Regions from separate parts of the Anas platyrhynchos genome. Here region 2 is linked to region 1. Evidence: chromatin contacts called from public Hi-C data. All regions are on one chromosome and are shown on one strand. Each heading gives the region's core, a stretch centred on a gene start, on an enhancer-like site or on the middle of the called end of the contact. The rest is flanking DNA. Distances are from core to core; before and after follow the strand shown.

Region 1 (3,992 bases), core at 1,020-3,519:
TAGACTACAGTTTAAATTTTACTGCATTCTTCTCTGGAGGAAGGCAAGGATCCTTACTTTGCTAGTAGCCTTGTTTTGTAGATGGAAACAGCGTTAGTTATGCTTCGCATGCCTGTGTTTCCTGTAAATCAAATACCTACTTTTGTAAAATTGCTCTCAAATGAAATTGGCAGCATTGAAAACAAAGCAGCTGTTCCACTTAGAGCAGAATAGTTTTGTCTTTACTTCAAAACACCTTGCTCTCCAAGCAGTCTTGAAAAAGAAGGTCCTGCTCGGTAGAACGAGGCCACTGGAGATGTGTAGGAAGCGTCCTTGTGCTATGGTGCTCTCCCTCCCGAGGTTTTGCAGCGAGCCCTTGGTAAGAGCTGCGTGGAATAATGTGTCCAGTGCTCAACTGTTTCATTGTCTGAGGTACAAAAACGTTTGTTGCACTTTGTGGATTTATTTTTCTGGGAATTTGGATTTGGCTGTGATGTGAAAATCAGACGTCAAAAATAAATACTTATTTTAAAAAGGCTTTGTTATGTTCTTTCAGTCGAGGGCTATGATTTTATATTTGGTCCGGCCATAGCTGGACATAGCCAAAACAAAGCTGCAAGTCGATATATATAGATACTGCGGTCTCCTTGGAAGAGTTACAGAGTGATGTGCAGTACACCATTGCTCACTTTCGGCCTCGCAGCTCGTAGCTGTACATTAGCACAGCCTAGCTGCGCGTCCGGGTGACGATGCGGTGAGCGTGCAGTGGTCGGGAGGGCTGCAGGCTCTGCCGTGCTGCCGGTCTCCGGGAGGTGGCAATGCAACACAGCGCAACGCAACGCAGCCCTGCAGCGAGCAGCGCTCACTGGGCTGCAGCCCGAGACCCTGTGTCAGCTCCTGGCCGGGCTCTTCATGAAGAGCGACCGTCCTGGTCTGCCTGTGGCACCTAACTCATGTCGCCGACTCCTTGCGACGGCGTGAGTTTGGGGAGGAATCTGCTGTAAAACAAGATAAACTGTCAAATTAAGCCTAATGAACGTGTGTAAACTGCACCGGGCTAACTCACTCTAGGCAAAAACTCATGTCTGAAGTGGAAGTACTCGCTGTAGGCTTCCAGGATTCGAGATTACTTATGTAAGTAATTCACAGTGCAACGTGAGACTTCACACAGCAGCAGCAGGAGAAGGTTAGAATCGGAGATGGCAGCTTGTTGCACAGGGTGCGTGTTATCTAACGCAATAAAGCCACGCTGGGAGCTGGCCTGGAAATTAATTCGTTGGCATCTGCTTTCAGCTCCTGGGCAAAGAGTAGCCCAGGTTACGTCTGGAAGCCGCTTTTAAGGGTCAAGCAGTCGTGCGGCTCCTGACTACAGCTGCCCGCTAGCGCAGCTCCCAGCTTGTGGGACTGGTGCAGCAGCAAGGCTGGCAGAAGGGGGAACTCTGCCGAAAGGCCGGCTGGGCTCTGTGCCCTCGGCTGTTTCAGCAGCGAGGGGACGGCTGCCTGCTGGCCCTGGCTTTTTGGTGTTTTGCTGGGAAGGGGAAGTGCGTGTGGGCATTTACACTGAGCGCTGGGCAGCTGCAGACAGAGCAGCGCAGCAGCAGGTCCACGCTGCGCATAAAACCGAGCAACTCTGTGAGCCTCGGGGCGTGCGGCTCCTCCCGGGCCAACTTCCCTCAGCGGCGGGCCGGGGGCGGCAGGGGGCGGCACAGCGCCGGGCACGGCCGGGACGGGGAGGGGGGGGGGGGGGCGAGCAGCAGCGCGCTGCGGGCAGCCGGGAGCGAGCCCGCCCGGCCCCGGGGCGGCCCCGGGCTTTTGTCTCGGGCCCATTACGTGGCACAAGCGGCTGAGGAGGAGGAGGAGGAGGAGGAGGAGGAGGAGGAGGAGGAGGAGGTGGAGGCGGCTCCGCGCCGACCCGAAATGGCGGCCAGCGGCGGGGCGGGGCGGGGCGGGCGGCGGGCGGGGCGCTGGGCCCCGGCACCTCCCCCCCGTGCCTCGGCGGCGGCGTTTATATGGGGGCGGCGCGGGGCCCCGCCGAGCTCCCGCCGGTCGCCCGCTGCCCTGCAGCCGCCGCCGCCGCCCCGGCCCGGCTCCCGCCGCCCCGCCGGGAAGGAGTCGGGAGCGTTTCGGACCCGTGAGCGGCCGGCACCCCCCCCACACCCGCACCCCACACCCACCCCGCCCCGGCCGCCGCCGCCGCCGCCTCCCGCCCAGTCGTGGCTTTTGCAAACCCTCCGAGGGGAGCGGGCTCTTTCGGTCCTTGCTGCGTGTCCGACCATTACAGGATCTAGCGATGTCTACGACGCTGTTATCGGCCTTCTACGACATCGACTTCTTGTGCAAGGTAAGGGCCGGGCCGGGACAAGGGGGGAGGCTGCCCGGGGGGCGCGGGGCTGCTCCGTGCCCCCAGCCCCGTTCCCGTCCCTGTCCCTGTCCCTGCCCCGCCGCGGCTGCGGGGCCGTGCCCAGGGCGGCGCGGGCTGGCGGTCGCGCTGCGAGCCAACCCGCCTCTCTCCGCTCTCTCCTCCTCCTCCTCCTCTTCTCCCGCTCCTCGTCCCCCCCTTCTCCCACCCCGCTCGCAGACGGAGAAGTCCCTGAGCAACCTGAGCAGCATGCTGGACAAGAAGGCCGTGGGGACCCCGGTCACCCCCCCCAGCTCCAGCTTCGCGCCGGGCTTCCTGCGGCGGCACTCGACCAGCAACCTGCCGGCCCTGGCCGGCGGCTCCAAGTTCCCCAGCCCCACCGGCTCCAGCTCGTCCTCCTCCTCCTCCTCCTCCTCTTCCTCCTCCTCGTTCGGCAGCCTGAAGGAGACGGGCTCCGGCGGCGGAGGCGGCGGCAGCAGCAGCCCCACGGCCCTGCTCAACAAGGAGAACAAGTTCCGGGACCGCTCCTTCAGCGAGAACGGCGAGCGCAGCCAGCACCTCATGCAGCAGCTCCAGCAGCAGCAGCAGCAGCAGCAGAAGGGGGGCGGCTCGGGCGGCGGCGGGGGGGCGCCCATCAACTCGACGCGCTACAAGACGGAGCTGTGCCGCCCCTTCGAGGAGAGCGGCGCCTGCAAGTACGGCGAGAAGTGCCAGTTCGCGCACGGCTTCCACGAGCTGCGCAGCCTCACCCGCCACCCCAAGTACAAGACCGAGCTGTGCCGCACCTTCCACACCATCGGCTTCTGCCCCTACGGCCCCCGCTGCCACTTCATCCACAACGCCGACGAGCGCCGCCCGGCGCCCGGCGGGGGCACGGCCGCCGCTCCCCCCGCCTCGGCCGCCCCCCCGCACCACCACCACCACCACCACCAGCACGCCCCGCACCCCGCCGGCAGCACCGGCGACCTCCGCGCCTTCGCCCCCCGCGACCACCCCCTGGGAGGAGGAGGAGGAGGCGGCGGCGGCGGCTTCGGGCACCCCCGCGGCGGCGGCGGCGGCGGGGGCAGCGAGCGGCCCAAGCTGCACCACAGCCTGAGCTTCTCCGGCTTCTCCGCCCACCACCACCACCACCACCACCCGCACGCCGCCGCCCCGCCGCCCCCGCCGCCCCCCGGCGGCCGCCTGGACGCCGCGCTGCTGGAGAGCCCCGGCGGGTCGCGCACGCCGCCGCCGCCCGCCTCGGCCTCGTCGTACTGCGAGGAGCTGCTCTCGCCGCCCTGCGCCAACAACGCCTTCGCCTTCTCGGGCCAGGAGCTGGGCAGCCTCATCGCGCCCCTCGCCCTGCACACCCCCAGCTTCGCCGCCGCCGCCGCCGCGGCAGCCGCCGCCGCCGCCTATTACCGCTGCCAGCAGCAGCAGCAGCAGCAGCCCCCGCCGCCGCCGCCCCCCGGGGGGGGCTGCCCGCCGCCCCCCGCCTCGCCGCCCTTCAGCTTCCAGCCCCTGCGCCGCCTCTCCGAGTCGCCCGTCTTCGACGCGCCGCCCAGCCCGCCGGACTCGCTGTCGGACCGCGAGAGCTACCTGAGCGGCTCCCTCAGCTCCGGCTCGCTCAGCGGCTCCGAGTCGCCCAGCCTGGACTCGGGCCGCCGCCTGCCCA
Region 2 (3,992 bases), core at 435-2,934, 230 kb after region 1:
GGGAACATCTCTTTACAGGTTAAAATGATAGCATTTGGCTGGCATCCTTTTGTTTTCTTTGATTAAAATCATGGTCAGAGCAACTTGCTTTGGAGGAATAGTTTGATTTAATGATACTGACACTAATCTACATAAATGTACTAGTAGCTTTTATGCTGCATCTGTACATTTCAGTTTAGTGAGAATTGGCCAATTTTCCATTCGTTCCCATTCAAACATCTCTACAGTCATTTATGGCGCTGTGCATGTATTGCAAATGGAAGAGGGAAGGAGTCTTAACTTTTTTTTTTTCTTTTTTTTTCTTTTTGTAGCCTGTTTTATGGACAACATACTGGTTTTACTACAGTGATATCAGTTCTCTATTTTTTCCCTTTCTTTCACTCACATTTTCTCTTCATGCAAGCTGGACATAGGAAATAGCATTTTTGTTTGTCATTTTTCTAGTCATTCTACTTTCTAGCTTTGATGGGGAACTGCAGTGTTAGTTCTTGCCAGCAACAGTAAAATCTTAATGAAGTATTTGAGAAGTCCCAATGGAGGACCTGCCACATGTACAGAAAATATAGAATAAATGCAGGAAATACGCAAGCCAAAGCTTAACCTTATGGATTGTCTTGTCACAAGTAGCACAGAACTGTTCATTTAGTCATTTGTATGACTGACCTTGATGAATGTTTTTCACATAATTATATGTTTCCTAGCAATTCCTCACAGAAAAGTAGGTAGCTGGTGTCATCCAGGCAATTGGTTGGAGTAGCCCTGCCTTTTGAGAAAATTCAGATCCATTTCAGATACTCACACCCACTTCTAACCTGAACAGATCACGAAGTAACTTTTGTTTCAACGGTTTTGCAGAAAGCTTTTCTTTCTGAAGATGCTGCTTCTGTGCCCTGTAGTCAGGACCAACTACTAGGACTGAGAGCAAGGAAGAGCCAAAACCCGAAGCCCTCCCCTCCCCATCATTTTGTCTTGGCACTTTTCCTGTTACTAATTTCTGGACTTTGACAATGGCTGCACTTTCGGCAAATCAGTGCACGTTAGCACCGTCAAAACAAGAAAAGCAAAGCTAACTTACGCATTTGTAGTGCTTTAGGCAGTCTGAACAGTGACTTACTTTCTATATCAGGGTTATGCTCACACTGCTCTCTGGCAAACTGTGAAGGTAAACGCCCAAAGAGGGGAAGGCAGTGGCCATGGGGTGAGCTGTAAATACGGCAGTCTGTGAATCAAACCACTCTCTCTCTCCCACCCTTTCTAGAAATCTATCAAGCTGGCAGGCTGCCCTGCTTGAAATAAATGTGGAAAATATTATGTAACTTTGCCCTGTGTGCTGCGCTGACAGCGTAGGCACAGGTTTTAGTTACACTATCTGCTCTGGCTATTTTTGGTGACCAAAGGCTTCTCTCTTTAAATTTATGTCTCTATTTCCTTTCCCCCCACCCTCTAGTTTCAATTTTATTTTTTTTTTTCACTGACAACATAATGCAGCTCAACATCTGCAAGTGGGAAAACAACATCAGCAAAGCTGTTTAAGTGCAGGCTATTTTTTTTTCTTCTTTAAATACTGCCAGAGGAGGCATATACAGCTTCTAACTAGCTGAGCACTGAAACAGCCCATCTCAGCTCCCCACCCCTGGAGTTATATGCTGTGTCAATACCTCCCTCTGCTGAAAGCTCTACATTCTTTCTCTCTTGCTTGACTATTTTTTCCCTGTGGCAGGACTTACACAGATGAGGAGCAGTTGCGATATATAATAGAGTAGCCCGTTTGCTGCAACACAGCCACCCTACCAAGATTACATGCTCTAGGGAGTGCATAAAACTAAACTGCTCGTCCTTCCCGGTGTGACTGCTTGCAGACTAGGATCTGAGACTAGGAGAAGATGATAATTTAGAGTCAGATGACTTTTAAAATTACTCTGTAAGGAACCCCTGCTCTGGAAGTCAGCCATTGTCAAGGGCAATCCCATTTAAAGACAATTCTACGTGCACTTATGCTTTATAACTTTAATTTCTTTCTTTCAGTTTTATTCACTTAATAAGTTTGTTTTTTGTTGTTGTTGTTCTTTTTTTGTTTGTTTGTTTTGTTTTGTTTTTTGTTCTAGAAATAGTAAAATTACAGTGTGGTTTGTGATCTATTGTGCTGCATGAACTACCACGTAAGACTTTCAGTGCTGTTCAACTCAAACAGATTGAATTGTCTTAATGGTTGGAAAAATCTATGAATCATCTCAGCTACAGCTGGTGTGGTTATGAGGGAGCTCAAAGTCAAGACCTCTGTTTTTCAGAGGCTGCAGGATTAGAGACCCAAACCGGTCCTTTCTCATCTCAGGATCAAGATTTTAAAGTGACCAGCAGATTTGATTTTTCATAGTTTTTAGTACCCCAAACTAATACACCAAAAAGTTTAATGATTTTATTAAAGGGGGTGAATGATCAAATTTAGAGGAGAATGGGACAACTTTAAGGCTGAAACTTGAGCTAAGCCCCTACTTTCAGTGGAGAAGTAGAGGCAAAAGACCCTGGTCCATAAAGAATATTTTCCTTTATGGCTGCCTACTCCTCCAGAAAATTTGAAATAGTTGCAGGAATGGCTAATGCACTGCAAAGTAATAGCAGTTCATGGCTTGTTTGCATTAATAATGCTTAATATTTCCTCCTTAAGTTCAGCTGCTTCAGAGGCTTTTGATTTTCCCCTCTGTTTGGTGGCAGATGGCAACAACCACGTTACATCAACCTTGTTTTGGAAGAAGTATAAATCAGGTCATTCCTATTAACTTTTTCAACAGCAGTTTCTAATGTCTTTGGGGACTCTGGTGGTGTTAGGGATGAGAGAAGAAATAAGTTACCCCACCAAATAAATGTCTAAGGAAAAAGAATAAATTCTGCCTATGGGCAAAGTGTCTGGATGGGCTTGGGGTTAGGAAGAATACACACACACAAGGCAGAGGAAGGGTAGAGTAGAAGGCAGACAATAGGGTGCAGGAAGGAGTGCAGCTGTAGGGAATAAAAACACTCAGGGGAAGGTCATATAAGGAGGACGGGGAATCATCACATGGGTGAAGTTTTCAGGAAGGTGCTATTGTGTGGAGACTCTTGAGGAGACCTGACCTTATAAGGAAGAAATAAAGAATTACTTTTCAGAAAAAAATGAAGGTAGGAACTAAGTGTTGGAGAAGGAGAATGGTGTTTGACTGAGAGTGTGGTGTGAGGTCGGGGCTTTATGGCTCTTTGTAAGGTGGCCAAGGGGGTACAGCTTGAGGTATATTGCCTTGTTTTAGTAGATAGAAAAAAACAAACACCTATGTGATCCATTAAGCATCAGGGTGAAGCCCTGTTTCTTTTATATTTATATCTATATCTATACACATATATAGTGGTTTCTTCCTATTTAATCACAGTGCAGAATATTGTGCCGTTTTGCTTTATTTATTGGATATTTATAATAGCTAGAAAAATACTAGCAAAATTGCTGGACATATGGAATGAAAATATTGGCATGTGTTCATGTTTGGTCTTTCTTCAAAATATGTTTAAATATAGAGTTTATTTGGATATCAAGTCCCTTATCTGTAGGTTCTTTAGGACACTAGATGTAAATGTGGCCTGCTGACCTTAACCTGTCAAGGAGAGATGTGAAATTACTTAGAGGGCATGAAAAAAGGGATCCTTACTGATCTCTCTGTATACTTGAAGTTATTTATTTATTTTTTTGATAGTTGCTAGGTTTCTAGTGTTTGGTTGGATGTTGTTATTTCTAAGGAAAAATGCATTTATTTTTTATTTTCTTGCTTCTGGTTCTCTGTTTCAGACTGAAATGTATAATTGTGAGCATATATGGAGACATGTTGCTTTGTGACTTAGTTGTTCAGTAATTAATGTCATACAAGTGTTGCTGAACTTTGTGTTAGCTTGTGCTCTGTGTGAGTCTTAGATGGATGCGGTTAAGAGTCAAGGTCCTGTTCTTTGCTTTGCAGTTCACTTAGATACTG

What was found. Hi-C and Micro-C count contacts between places; a contact is called where the count stands out from the background.
Region 2: a Hi-C map of liver shows a contact between it and region 1, with 2.0 times the contacts expected there. The contact joins the enhancer-like site here to the promoter of ZFP36L2 in region 1. A contact is called at or near these places in 3 of 8 Hi-C or Micro-C datasets (liver, skeletal muscle and subcutaneous adipose tissue).

Annotation. Positions count from the first base shown.
Region 1 is chr3:41,028,048-41,032,039 of IASCAAS_PekinDuck_T2T, forward strand. ZFP36L2 (ZFP36 ring finger protein like 2) reads left to right here and starts at 2,270. Exons shown (of 2, transcript XM_027454118.3): 1 at 2,270-2,320; 2 at 2,558-3,992. The coding sequence starts at 2,270. It overlaps THADA (THADA armadillo repeat containing), which reads left to right. Exons shown (of 39, transcript XM_027454105.3): 39 at 1-514.
Region 2 is chr3:41,257,552-41,261,543 of IASCAAS_PekinDuck_T2T, forward strand. No RefSeq gene overlaps it. Among named protein-coding and RNA genes, the nearest start is that of TRNAS-GCU, 61 kb to the left of the region's middle. Within about 2 kb of position 1,685, at least 2 of the 8 cell types and tissues checked have an H3K27ac peak or open chromatin away from gene starts, as enhancers often do. A contact at or near this core is called in subcutaneous adipose tissue, where this site is marked.